3 separate regions of the Pan troglodytes genome follow, and regions 1 and 3 are each linked to region 2. A link is a contact called in public HiChIP or PLAC-seq data. All regions are on one chromosome and are shown on one strand. The core of a region is the stretch at or near the end of the contact, and the rest is flanking DNA. Distances in the headings are between cores, read along the strand shown. Region 1 holds the start of SIRT5 (sirtuin 5). Region 2 holds the start of TBC1D7 (TBC1 domain family member 7). Region 3 holds the start of GFOD1 (Gfo/Idh/MocA-like oxidoreductase domain containing 1).

Region 1 (2,700 bases), core at 41-2,540, 250 kb before region 2:
AAAGTTGTACAGGCTCCCAATAAATAATTTTTGAACGCCTAAGAGCTAAATAAATGCAATACATCACTCCCAGGTGTCTCCACTAGGGGGCCCCATTCCCTCCCGTTCCATCACCTGCTTTCCTCAAGGTCGTCTCCACCCTCCTATTTGTTGATACCCGGCCTCTGACCCAGTTCATCACTTTCCCGGGCTTCCGGGCGCCACCCTCTTCAGGTTTTCCTCCTACCCCTCCAGCCCTGCCCCTCTGGATCTCCCATCCTCCCAGCGCTCCAGACTGCATGCGGCCTCCCCGCCCCGTGTCCAAGAGGCAGCTTCCACTCCACGCGGGCAAGCCTGAGCTCCAGAGCCGTCCTCAAGCCGCCTCCTCCCGAAGCACTGGGACTTCATCCTTCCGGCTGCTACTCGTGCCCAGGGACTAGGCCCTGAGCCTTCCCTTCTCGCACGCCCCATAGCCAAGCTGCTCAGCAGAACCTGACGGCTCCACCTTCAAACTACGTCCGGAATCCGACCCCTCTCCACGCCCACTGCCTCCACCCCGGCCACCTTCCTCGGTCACCCTGGCAGCTGCAATGACCAGGGTGACCTTTCTGAAAAGGGAGGCTCCGTTCGGAGCCCTCGCGGGGCTCCCCAGCACAGCGGCCTCCCATGCCCACCTGCTCGGGTGGGATTACTTTCCAAGCCCGTTTCCATCCCCCTCCCTGGTCTCCAGCCGCAACGACCCCCACGCAGAGCCCGGAAGACCTTGGGCCCCGCACATGCTGCCGGCCCGCTAAGAGTTCTGGGTACCCCCGGAGCGCCTTCCAGGCTTTCTCCTAGAAGCGCTGTGTCCCGACCGCGCTCCGGACCTGAGCCACGGCTCACCTGGGGCAGCTCGCGCCCCCGAAGACAGTCTCCCACGCCCCGCCCCCCGGGGTGCCTCCCTCCCAGCTCTCTGTACCCACCCACCATCCCCCACATCCCTTCCTCCAACCGCTAGCCAGTCACCAGTCAGGGACCGCAGGGCAGAGGCCGGGCCGCGCATGCGCACCGCGGACCGGTGCCACCTCCGCTCGCGAGCCCGCGGCAGGCCCTGGGCGGTGCGCGCAGTCCCGCGAGAGCAGTGCTTGGTCGGGGCCTCGAAGCCGGAGCCCGAGCGGGAGAGGCCGCGGAGACCCCGGCCCGGCGCAGGCAGAGACGCACCTGCGGGAGGCGGGCGCGCCGGCTGGAGAGGAGGCCGTGGGGCGGAGCGGCTCAGCGTTCTGCTCGGCTGCAGCGGCCCCTGCCGGAGACCCGGGCGCCGTGGTCTTCTTTATAATTGAAGGATTGTCTCTCTGTTTTTATTTGGGGTGGGGGTGGGGGCGGCGCAGTGACTTGCTTCGACTTTGTCAGCTTCCAGGGTTCATTCCACTGCCCAAATATGTAGTGAGTTACTACCGGCTTTGCTTCCTCCTTCAGCAAACGGCTGGACCACACAACTTCAGGAGAGAGGATTTTAAATGTTAGGGTCATTTTCCCTGAAACGATTTCAAATGACGGTGAGTTGGTTCCCAGGCTAGGCCACCTAACCTCGAACGCAATGACGAGTGCACTCTGACTGCTGAGCTGAGAGCCTTCCGTGGCTCTGGGACCCGGTGACTCACGTGGCTCCGCATGTCCCCGTTCCCTTAAAATCGGAGTCTTTCCTTTTTCTTGGATTCCAGCTTGCCACCAGCACCACTTGGCAGAATGGAATTGCTTGCGGGCATGTCAGTGGACTAGAAAGGGAAGTAAGTGGTCTGAGAACTTGGGAGCCAAAAATGTTACATTAACATTTTTTGCCTACCTAAAATCTCAGCCACTTCCCACAGTTTGGCTGGAAATTCAGCCCATATTGAGGCCCTTCTCACTCCTGCAGGTGTTACCAGCAACTCAGAGGTTTATGGAGTAACGAAATTGGGGAGGGCCTCACATCCGGCTGCTGTTTTTCCCCCTAACGTGTATGGTGCTTATTCTGAGCCAGACACTTTAAAGAACTGCACATTATTAACCATTTTAAATCGTCCCCACCACCTGATGAAATAGGTACTGTTATCCCCACTTTATGGGTGGGGAAACCGAGGCCCAGGGAGGTCAAGTAACTGCGCAAAGCACAAAACTGTTGAGTAGTAGTGTTACCAGGGCAGTCCTGGAGAAATCGCTCAGAGGGCAAAACTGAGAGCTCATTATTTTCTTAAACAGTAGACAGCTGAAAATGCTCATTGTTTTTTAAACCGTTTTGTTTGTTTGATTTTTTCCTCGTCTCTTTATCTATAGGTAACCCAGCTTAAAACAACTGCGGTTGGCCCGGGTGCCTCACTGCCCTTTGCCAAGTACCAGAGAAAGATAAGTCCTACTAGGAACCAGAGAAAACCAGAACCAGCCACCCCTTGTTACTTTTAGATCATTAATACATCATTATATGCTCCACTCCCGACCCGTAGAAGAGAATCGCCGCCATTTTCTGATAGTGCATTGTATGAAGAGGCATGTTTATGAAATGCACCTGTGCGTCTAGAGTTCCTCCCGGCATATGCTTGCATGCCTCCCCACTCCACATCTAACGCCTTACAATTCCCCAGCTTCCCAAAGCTCCGGAAGAAGGGGGTCTCTAGAGTGAAAGTTTACTCCTTCTCTATTCCTGGCCAGGAATGAAACCCGCTTGCCGTTTTTTCCAGTTGGTGTGCTTTCTTTGCAACTGATACA
Region 2 (2,700 bases), core at 195-2,694:
TGCCTCAGCCTCCAGAATAGCTGGGATTACAAGTGTGTGCCATCACACCCAGCTAATTTTGTATTTTTACTAGAGACAGGGTTTCACCATGTTGGCCAGGCTGGTCTCGAACTCCTGACCTCAGGTGATCCGCCTGCCTCGGCCTCCCAAAGTGCTGGGATTACCGGCATGAGCCACGGCGCCCAGCCCTGGTGATGATTTTAAAGACAAGAAAAGGAAATTATAAAAGTTAGTGACCGGCCCAAGGTTTAGATGAAGTAAATGGAACTTGTCTAAGGTAACTTGAAGAACTCTGCTTACTCATGTGAACACTACCCAAGTAAGGTTTAGTACCCCAGTACTGAGGAACTAAAGATGGTGGTGGTAAGGGGGTGGGGAGGGGCATCAGTGTTTGAGTTCAACCACCACACGTTTCTTCATTTTTAAGTTCTGTCTAGCCATTATACACACATTTGTCTGCACTATAACTGGACTTCTGCACTGTTGATAGTCCTAAGTTTCCTTCAAAGCTTGGCATCCGTGTGGCTTATTTGGTAGAGATTTGAACTTTCAAAGGGACGATACCCATCATTGGGGATTTCTCTCAAACCCTGGCGGTTTAAAAACCTACTTGGGCACTGCTGCTCAGCCAGCCCGAGGACCAGGGAGGCAAGCACAGAAATAGAAAGCATTTGTAAGCGTTAGTAGCTACTTTAAAGAGTAACTCTGTTCTGTTAGACCTACTAATAACAAATTAGGAGCTTGCATTTAGCACATCTTTAAAAAAAAAAAAAACACGTTCATTTTTCTCCTATGTTACAGTGTTTTACCTGAGAGGCTGAATATACTAAGACAATGGCCAAATCTAATATAAAAATAGACCTCCAATCCACAACCTGCAGCAACCTGCCCAGAAAACCAGTCAGTTACCTACAATAACCAACCCAGGGAGCCTGCCTGCTCTAAATCAGACTTGCACTCCTCTGCCTGCCTTTTTTCTTCTCATTCGGATGGTCTTCATTTATTCCCACATACCTGGGGTGGGGAGGAAATTAGCAAAAGCAAAACCCGGGTCCTGCACGCAGGCAGCTTAAGTACGGCCCTAGGGCTCAGGTCTTCCCTAGGCAAGAACCTCGAGGGCCGGACACGGGAGTGCAACCCAGGCACGCGCCTTCGGATGGCCGGAGTAAATGGTCGCGAGATTTTGCGGGGTAGCAAGGGGCCGGGTGCCCATGGCGGGAGAAACTACACTACTCTGGAGGCGAGCCTAGCCCTTCATCCCGTCGGGTTTCACAAACGAAGCCAGAGCTTCCCGGAGTGAGGGTGGAGCTTCCTGCCCGCGCCCTCTGCGCATGCGCCCGCCCCGCGCCCGCCCCGCGCCCGCCCCGCGCCCGCCCCGCGCCCGCCCCGCGCCCGCCCCGCGCCCGCCCCGCGCCCGCCCCGCGCCCGCCCCGCGCCCGCCCCGCGCCCGCCCCGCGACCTGGAGTTGATGTCACGTCCGGCGGCGGCGGCAGCGGCGCTGAGTTTTGTCTCCCGGGCCGTCGGGGCGCGCGCGGTTGTCCCAGGTGCCCCGCCGCCTCCCTCCTTCCTGCAGGACTCGTCCCTCCTGGCCCTGGGCCCCAACGGTGCCCGCCTGCCCGGCGGTCGGTCAGCGCACAGGGCACGGCTTCCTCTGCTTCTCCCGGACCACTTAGTCTCAAGCCGGGTGTGTTTGCACTACTAGAGGTGAAGCATCCATCATAGAGAGAATGGGACCTGGGGTCTTGGACCAGGGTGTTTTTACTTTTCCCATCAGGTGGACGCGCATGGGCAGGAGATATTATTTGCAGCATTTCCTCCTAGAGGACGCCTTTGTCATTGTAGTGCAATCTAAGAATGGGTGTCCTTAGACAACAGGGACCGACCAAATCGTCATGCAGCTGTTTGAATGCTTTAAAAAAATAAATCCCCACACTCATTACGCGTTTTATGCTGCTGACTTTTTTATTTTTAAGACATCTGCTCCCGAAAGCTTTAGCATTTCATTTTCTAAACGAATCCTAATCTTTCCTGTGACTGAATCGGTTCAGAGGATATCTTTTCAATAAGGAAGGAAGCCCTCCCCTGCTCACTGGGGACGTCGCAGGATTTTTAAACCTAAAGATTTACTCTTGTGCACAGACGCTGGAAGCATTTGGGTGAGGCAGTGCAGTGGTTTTTGGGAAATGCATCAGATCTTTTCTGTTCTTGAAACGCCAAATCTAACTTGGTCTTTTTTTTAAATCGTTTTTCCGTCTTCAACTCTGACTTTGGGATCACTGTCAATTGGCTACATTCTTTACCCTCTTCTAGTTATAATTTAATGCGATTTATTTGTTGTGGGTTTTGAATTTCGATAGCTACACTTAATAGAATTGTGTTTAAAAGAAAGATAAGTGAGGAACTCGTGGCTTTTTACTTTTATATAACTTAATTTTTCATTTTACAAAATGCCCATTTAAAAAAACGTAGCTAAGCAAAAGAAAGGAAATTAAAATCATCTAGAATCCTACTATCTAAAGATAACCATTGCTAACATTTTGGAATAGAGTGTTAAGTTTTAAAATACATAAAATTTGTAAAAAACAAAAAATGAAATCATAGTGTATACTGTTTGAGTATAATTTGTTTGACGTATCTTGCCTGGCTTCCATTTCACTTATTTTTTTTCTTTGCGCATTTATAATAGCTACAGAATGTTCT
Region 3 (2,700 bases), core at 145-2,644, 160 kb before region 2:
CCAGCCACCCAGCACTGTGTCCTTTGTGCCTTTCTTCTAATGCCCTAGGTCAGCCTCCACCCCGCATTGCCACACACAGCTTTTTTGGTATCCTGCTCTCTCCACGTGCCCCGCCTCACTGCCAGTTGTTACAAGTTGTTTTAAACTCTTGCAAGTATCACGTTTTCCACTCGTGTTGCGGCAGACCATGTGCTACATTGAGCCCAGTGCTGAAGACAGGAGATGAACATGACCTGACCCATGACCTCTCCAGAGACCTTCAGCTAGAAGACGTGCCTTTCACTTTTTAGTCCCCTCTCCCGGCACCAAATGGGTGCGAAGCGGGCATTCGATGAATATGCATTCATTTATTTAGCAAATGTTTATTGAGCGCCTACTACATACAGGGCAAGGCAGTGTGCCAGGTGCCAAGGATATGGCGGAAAACCAGACAGACGCAGAGTCCCCATGGCTCCAGAGGTGCGGGGCCAGCCTTGGCCAGTCCTCCTCAGTGCCCCCTCGAGGGCCTGGGAAGGGTGCAGGGTGGTGGAGGTGGGGGCAAGCTGGGAGAAGTAAAGGCTGCGGTAAGTGGCGACGGCAACAGGAGCCGAAGCAAGAGGCGGGCGTGGCATGTGGCCAGGGCGACATATCCGTCTCGAAACTAGACACGAGACGCACGTGCCGCAGCGGCCTCGGAGACCCCCTGCCCCGCTGCGGCCGTCCACACCACAGCGTCTACGCGGGGGCGGGCATGGACCTAGGGGCGGGGGAGGTGGGAGGCAGATGGGAGCCCGCCAAGACTGGACTGTCTTGGAAGAAGGCGGCTGAACCGTGCGTGCGCGGCCGGAGCGGGGGCGCGCGATTGGAGCAGGCTAGCTTGGAAGGAGACCGTAGAAGTCTGCGGTTCCGTGCCCAGACTCTGGGGCCTGGATTCCAATCGCAGGCCTGTTGCTTATATATGTCACCTTGCGCAAGTCCCTTAGCCTTCATTGCGGCTCATTCACATCACTGGTAAAATGGGTTTCCAATAACCTTAGGTTGCTGCGAGGACTAAAAGGGACAATACCTGGAAAGGCGTTAGTATGATGCTCAGCACGCAAGAAACGCTCCGGGAGCCGAGGTTATTATTACCGGCTGTTCGCACCTCGCCGGGTCCCCTCACCTACCCCAGGCCAAGGCGCCCACTGCTCTCTTCCAAGGGACAGCCGACTAACCTATTAGGGCGCGCCCTGCCTGGATAGATGTATTTGCTTGCTTGGGGCGGGGTTTGGAGTGAAGCAGGGAAGAGAAGGAGATGGTGAGGGCAAAGAAAGGGAAGAAGCGGAGGGGCAGGAGGCGGGCGAGGCGGGCGAGGCGGGGCCGGGGAGGAGCCGGGCTGGGCTCCCGGGGCCCGGGCGCAGCGCGCACCCGGAGCTGGCGGCGGCGGGGGCGGGGGCGGCGCGCGGCGGCCAATGGCGCGCGGCGCTGCAGCGAGGGCGGTGCAGGAACACCGGCCGCTGACAGCCAAACTCGCCAACTCCGCCCTCGTCCCCGCGGGATCCCGGAGCCTGAGCCGGCCTGGGGCCGAGGCCGCCCGAGCCGCGAGGCGAGCGAACATGGCAGCAGAATGAGGAGGCTGGCGCCGGGTCGTGGCCGCCGCTGCCGCGCTGCAGCTCGGGATCCCAGTCCGGCGCGCTCCGGGCCGCATCCTTAGCCGGCCTCCTGGCGGCCGCGGGATTATTTCATTCCCAACGGAGAGCTAGGGAGAAAGGAGACTCCCCCGCGGAGCGGTTCCGTGCTTTGGCAGGGTGTAGACGTTTGTCTGTGCGATTCGCCGGCTGCGCAAACGACGCGGGAGAGAGCCGGTCCCGGGCTGCGGCGGCGCGGCCGCGGGGATGAGCCGGCCATGGAGCGGCCTTGGCGGGGCGCACGCAGCGGACTGGCGCTGCCGCGGGAGCGCAGCCTGAGCCGGGGCTCCAGGGGGCTTCGAAGCCTCCGGCGCCCTGGAGGGGTCCCTGCCGCCGACTCCGGGAAGGACGCGAGCCCCGCGTGGCGGACACTGCCGCAGTCACCGTTCTGAGGCGCCCCGAGCTTGCTCCGCCTGCAGCTCGGTGCGCTCTGGGCACCCGGGCGCCTTGCCCGGTGCACGGCGGCTGGCGCACCGCGGCTAGATTGGCTACAGGAGCGGGGTGCAGGACTGGCTAGAGGTGGGTGTGTGCGCGCGTTGGACTGGAGATCCGAGCAGAAGCAGAACCAGGCGGCTCTGAGCAGCCATGCTTCCCGGGGTGGGCGTGTTCGGCACCAGCCTCACGGCCCGTGTCATCATCCCGCTGCTGAAAGACGAGGGCTTCGCGGTGAAGGCGCTGTGGGGCCGCACGCAGGAAGAAGCGGAGGAGCTGGCCAAGGAGATGAGTGTCCCCTTCTACACTAGCCGCATTGATGAGGTGCTGCTGCATCAGGACGTGGACTTGGTGTGCATTAACCTGCCGCCGCCCCTCACCAGACAGATCGCTGTCAAAACCCTAGGTGAGCGACCCCTACCCCGCATCCTCCGTCCCACCCCCGCCCTTTAACCTTCTCTGGGTTCCTTCCCCCCTGCCTTTCCCTCTCCGCATCCCAGAAGCTTACCCTGCATCTACGCTGCCCCGGGGATCTGAGATCCCAGATCCAATTCAGAGTTCCCTCCTTCCTCGTCCCCGGCCTTCCCCACCTTTGCGCTTCCCTCCTGCCTCCTGGCACCAC

What was found. HiChIP or PLAC-seq counts read pairs in DNA pulled down with a chosen protein or histone mark.
Region 1: a contact with region 2 is called in an H3K4me3 HiChIP or PLAC-seq map of stem cell-derived excitatory neurons, with 4 times the contacts expected there. The contact joins the promoter of SIRT5 here to the promoter of TBC1D7 in region 2. A contact is called at or near these places in 1 of 1 datasets of contacts at active chromatin or transcription factors (stem cell-derived excitatory neurons) and 1 of 1 other capture datasets (stem cell-derived neural stem cells).
Region 3: an H3K4me3 HiChIP or PLAC-seq map of stem cell-derived excitatory neurons shows a contact between it and region 2, with 2.6 times the contacts expected there. The contact joins the promoter of GFOD1 here to the promoter of TBC1D7 in region 2. A contact is called at or near these places in 1 of 7 Hi-C or Micro-C datasets (stem cell-derived neural progenitor cells) and 1 of 1 datasets of contacts at active chromatin or transcription factors (stem cell-derived excitatory neurons).

What each region holds. Positions count from the first base shown.
Region 1 is chr5:19,524,454-19,527,153 of NHGRI_mPanTro3-v2.0_pri, reverse strand. SIRT5 (sirtuin 5) reads right to left here and starts at 1,290. Exons shown (of 10, transcript XM_009450542.5): 1 at 1,180-1,290. It overlaps LOC107975063 (a long non-coding RNA gene), which reads left to right and starts at 1,259. Exons shown (of 2, transcript XR_001718268.4): 1 at 1,259-1,514; 2 at 2,272-2,700.
Region 2 is chr5:19,279,349-19,282,048 of NHGRI_mPanTro3-v2.0_pri, reverse strand. It overlaps TBC1D7 (TBC1 domain family member 7), which reads left to right and starts at 1,444. Exons shown (of 8, transcript XM_063812102.1): 1 at 1,444-1,704.
Region 3 is chr5:19,437,699-19,440,398 of NHGRI_mPanTro3-v2.0_pri, reverse strand. GFOD1 (Gfo/Idh/MocA-like oxidoreductase domain containing 1) reads left to right here and starts at 1,394. Exons shown (of 2, transcript XM_016954922.4): 1 at 1,394-2,484. The coding sequence starts at 2,232.